Linked DNA regions of Gossypium hirsutum: region 2 is linked to region 1. The links are chromatin contacts, called in public Hi-C maps. All regions are on one chromosome and are shown on one strand. Each heading gives the region's core, a stretch centred on a gene start, on an enhancer-like site or on the middle of the called end of the contact. The rest is flanking DNA. Distances are from core to core; before and after follow the strand shown. Region 1 holds the start of LOC107925254. Region 2 has its middle 27 kb from the start of LOC121208543.

The links. A called contact is a pair of places that touch in the nucleus more often than the background predicts.
Region 2: a contact with region 1 is called in a Hi-C map of hypocotyl, with 3 times the contacts expected there. The contact joins the enhancer-like site here to the promoter of LOC107925254 in region 1. A contact is called at or near these places in 9 of 34 Hi-C or Micro-C datasets (callus, fibers, hypocotyl and 1 more).

Annotation. Positions count from the first base shown.
Region 1 is chrA10:1,641,028-1,643,655 of Gossypium_hirsutum_v2.1, reverse strand. LOC107925254 reads left to right here and starts at 1,294. Exons shown (of 14, transcript XM_016855897.2): 1 at 1,294-2,628. The coding sequence starts at 1,595.
Region 2 is chrA10:1,678,526-1,681,153 of Gossypium_hirsutum_v2.1, reverse strand. No RefSeq gene overlaps it. Among protein-coding and RNA genes, the nearest start is that of LOC121208543, 27 kb to the left of the region's middle. Within about 2 kb of position 1,318, at least 2 of the 9 cell types and tissues checked have an H3K27ac peak or open chromatin away from gene starts, as enhancers often do. A contact at or near this core is called in hypocotyl, where this site is marked.

The DNA.
Region 1 (2,628 bases), core at 45-2,544:
TTTTTACCTATTTTAAGTAAACATTTTTTATATATCTTCCATTGCATTCAACATCAATATTTTACCTTAAAAGGTAAAATGATTGAAGGATGTTTATGATATTTTTACCAAAAGATAGGGGGTAAAAAATAAAGTAAGTGAAATAATTGAAGGGTGTTTATAGTATTTTCACCAAATCATATAGGTCCAATTGCGAACTCCAAAAAAGGCAGCCCATTTTGAAATTATACAGCTGCCAGCCACCTTCAAATTGTTTAATTGCATTAACAGTTACTTTTCTTTTAGCACAAAAAAAATCATTATACTAATTGAAGTTTATTCTTATCTCCTTTAATTTTGTTGTTTTCTTTTTAACTATTAAAAGCAATTTGTTCTCTCTCTATTTAATATTATTGGAAGCTTATAATTCCACTTTATTTGGTCCTTTGACGGCATAGTATTATATTTGCATCCCATCTGACTATTTTAGAAAATCGAGGTAGAGAAAAGGTCTAATTTTTCCTCTAGTCCCTAACTCTTTGAATTTTTTAAATTTATTCTTTCTACTCTTAATTCCAAGAAGTTAATGTCTTTGGTTGTTTAATCTAAAATTGAAGTCGAAGGTTAACCAAGTTCTGTTAAATTTGAATAAAAATTATACTATAATAATGTCATTCATTATGTCACTTTCACACATTAATTGAGTCTCAACTTAGTTAGAAAATTATCAAAAACTTATTTTTTATAAAATAAATTATATTATTATCAAGATTTTTTATTTTATATTTTTCACTCACATCGTAAGTGTGTTGTACTCAAATCAAACAAGAAGTAATATGTTTTTAAAGTCCAAAAAGTACAAAGATGTATAAAACTCTAAAAGTTAAAATATGCTAAAGTATTTGAACTCTTCATAAATTCGGATTTAGTTCAATTACTTTTGTTTCTAAGAATTTACTCTTTTACTTTTCAGGTTTCAAAATTCAAGCTCATTACAATGTTATTTTTAGTTAAATTGCTACAAGTGAGTTTTTTTTTATTTCAAAATGTCACACTAACCAATTTAACAAAAAGAATTTAACAATATAAACAATTGGACCTGAATTTTGAAATGAAAGGGATTAAATCCCTAAAAATATAAGTATAAGGATTAAATTTCGAATTTGTGCAAAGTACAAATACCTATGACATAAGTTAACCAACTCTAAAACAACCAACTCTGACATGTTGCTTGTCAGCACATGGTGTAATGTGTAAAATATTTTAACCCAAAACCATTGTATCTATACTCATATTCATTATGAATTTATTGCTTCTAAGATTGATAAACAACAATGGTGGTTGCCTCAAAAAAAAAAAAAAGATTCGAGCTTGTCAAAGCCATGTGGTATAGAACTTAAAAGTATGTCAATTTTCTTGTCTAATTACCTAACCGTACAAACCTTTGTGATTCCTCGTTCAATAGTTTTCCTTTTTGGTCAAAACTTCAAACCGAATAAATCCTGTCACAAACGTGTTTGTTACAGTGTGTGAGCAGCATATACTTTTAGTCTCTTAAAACCCTTCGCATGTTTTTTTTTTTGTTGTTGTTCAAAATCTCTGCTTTTCTCATGTTATGGAAACCAACATGAAAAACCCAGTTTCTGGTTTTCTGGTTTCATTGATCTATGTTCTGTATTTTGCTCAGTTTTGTTGTGCTGTTGATACAATCAGACAAGGAGAAAGTGTTGCAGATGGCGGCGATAGTTTAGTGTCTGAAAATGAAACATTTGAACTAGGGTTTTTCAGTCCTGAAAACTCAACTTTCAGATATGTTGGAATTTGGTACAGGGTTGATGTGAAAACAGTTGTATGGGTTGCAAATAGAGACAACCCAATACCAACCAAGAATGGTGTTTTAAGGATTGGGGTTGATGGTAACTTAGTTGTTCTTAATGGGAACACTAATTTGGTTTGGTCATCTAATCTTACAGGTTTATCAAACAACACAGCAGCAATTCTCAGGGATACAGGCAATTTAGTGTTATCGAACACTGATACAAGTAAAGTTCATTGGCAAAGCTTTGAACATCCAACTGATACATTTTTGCCTGGTATGAGAGCACCAGTAAGTTCATTAATAGGTGAGTTTCATGTTTTTAGATCATGGAAATCAAGTAATGATCCTTCGTTAGGGAATTTCACTATGGGTGTTGATCCTAATGGTGGTCCACAAATTATTATATGGGATCAAAATAAGGGAAGAAGATGGAGAAGTGGGCAATGGAATTCAGTGATCTTTACAGGGATACCTAACATGAGTGATATTGCTAGTTTCTTGTATGGGTTTAAGTTATCACAACCTGATGAAAATAGGACACAATATTTCACATATGATCCTTCAAGCCCTTCCGATTTGTTGAGGTTTAGGTTAACTTGGGATGGAAGGGAACAACAATCGAGGTGGGACGATGATCGGAAAATGTGGACCGTTATGCAGACACAGCCGGATCCGGGTAATGTATGTGACCTGTATAACCATTGTGGTAACCATGCTACTTGTGATAACTTTGAAGCTGTGAAATGTAGTTGTATAGATGGGTTTAGGCCAAAGTCCCCAGATCAATGGAGTAAAGGGAATTGGTCGGGTGGTTGCGAACGGCGGATCGA
Region 2 (2,628 bases), core at 69-2,568, 37 kb before region 1:
TAATTACATCTCAAAACTATCTATGTTAAATCAATAAAGCATTGTCATTATTCAAGCCCTTAATTTAACTATTAAATGGCATGTAAAATGTCATGTGACATTTTAGAGGAAAGTAAAATGCTGTTGTATAAATTTTAAAATTAAAAACTAGAAATAAAGTAAAATCGAAAAAGAAGAGAAGAAACAATAATTTCTCTAAAAGCTACACTAAGAAGGTATTGAACCCTTTCTATCCTTGATGCGATACTCACAGGTTCAACTATCATATTTTTAAAGGAGGAATTGAACACCAAAGACCAATGTACCAATACTTATGCCCCTACAATTGCATTTAATGCTCGAATTAATGTCTCTAACGACTACAAATCATCAAGGGTATATAAATAGAGTTCAGGAACACTCAGAACAAAGATTAGAAACAAGCTTACAAAGTTTATTGTGCATAATTCTGATCTTTTTATTGTATTTCTCATATTTTCTCATGCACCCACATGTGTAATTATTTCTTTAAATCTTTCAAGTGATGTAAAATCATTTGAGTGGCCTATATTGTTGTAGATTAGTCTTTAAGTGGTATTCCTTGTTTATAATTTTTTTCTTATCTTAGTGAGGGTTTACTTAAGGTTTTCAGAAGAAAACCTTAAGGGGAAGCAACTCTATATTGCCTACTTAAAATATAGTGATTTTAAAGGTTAAACATTGTCCTTGAAATTTTCAAATTAGTGAATTTGGAATAATCTTTAGTTGTGGTAAGTTAAGGTAGTTGAGGTAAACAATAGGGGTCGAACCACTATAAATCCTTACGTTGATTTTCCTTTGCCATATTTCTTCCAAAATTTTAAAACATCAATCCATCCCTCCTCATGGTGTATATCTAACTTTTACCTTCGGCTTTGCATGACTGTCGCTACTCTAGGAACCTTCACTCTTGGTTCCTTCACTCTTATGTTTTCGACATTCTCTCTACTCCTTGCATTACAGCTTTGCACGAGTGGGGTCGAACTTCTTCTCGCTCAATTTCACATTCTCACTTGGTGCCTGATTGGTCTCTGCTACAGGACACATTCGAATAGCTCCCAAACTTAACGTTCATAGCTCCACGTCATGCGCATCATTTACCACTCAAATACTGCCAAGCCTACTTACTTGAAGCACTCGGTCACTTCCACTACCATCGGCTTCAGACTCTTCCAAGGTCTTCTCAATCCCAGATAACTTAGCCTTGGTGGGGCAATCACTTGCCCTATAGGGACCCTCATATAAGAGGACACTGAGTGGCTTTCTCTCACCCACCTCCTTTACGATCACATCGAGGCTCCGTTTGTCTCATCGGGGCATGGCTCACCTTGTCTCCTCATTCTACGAATCAACGCTATCATCTCCCTTAATCTTTTGCTTGTCACTATTCTTTTGGGACTCTACAATTTAAGAAATATATATAATAAAAAAAGAATCCAAAACCATGTTTCTTTCGTATTAAAAAAAATTGAAATCCATAAATTCTTGCCAGGGATTCTTACAGGCTTACTAACTAATTTGTTTGATTATCATATGACATGTGGAAAAGGTAGGGATATAGATGTCCTGTATAAAGAAGACAACACTCGCACAATTTTATTCTTTTAAAAAGGATAAGATTTGGGAGAATTTTTTGTCATCGAGAAACTATAACACTTGTTTTGCACAGCAATATATATATAGAAGGAAGCTTTGTACAACTTTTCCGAATGCCTTATTAAAAAGCATGGAATTAAATAGTGGACAATCAAAACCGAAGCAAGAACAACAAGTTGGCGTGCCATTTTTGTTTCAAATTGTGCCCGTTGAACCACTTAGAATATCGTTAGATACGCGGGTAATACACACGAGGTGTACAGAATTGTAATCCGTCAATTCTTGTACATGTATACTCATACGAGCGATAAACGATAAGCTCCTTCGAGCTGAATCACGGTAAGCTCATACGAGCTGAGTATCGGTATGCTCTTAAGAGCTGGAATTGGTAACCTTAATGACATGTCATTTGTATCCTACGAATTCTTAAGGTTCAAACGGGGCTCAGTATTCTTTGTACATCGTCGGTTATGCACTCGATAATTATACATAATAATTAAACCATTCACATACATATATTTCAATTAAAGCATATATATACAGAATTTAATTACATGGACTTACCTTGAATTCGTACGGAGAAAAAAGATCCTTTAATCGATAACTTTGTCCTTTCCCCGATCTAATTCCGTATGTTGATTTTCTTGATCTATATAATCAAATTTAACCAATTTAAACCTCACTCTATTCAATTCAATTCAAAATTCATGTTATGGAAAAATTACCATTTTGCCCCTATACTTTTAACTTCTTTACAATTTAGTACCTAGGCCCGTAAAATGAAATTCATGCAATTTCATCACTATATAAGCCTAGAAAAATTCTATATATGCTAATATCAGCTCATAAATTTCAAAATTTCACATATTTAACACATAATTTTTATATTTCTCAATTTAATCCCTATTTGGCAATTTCATTAGAAATCACTTAACAAAAGTTGTTTAATTAACAATAAGGATTCATTTTCTTCCATAAAACTTCAAGAACAACTATAAATCTCTCATGGAAAAT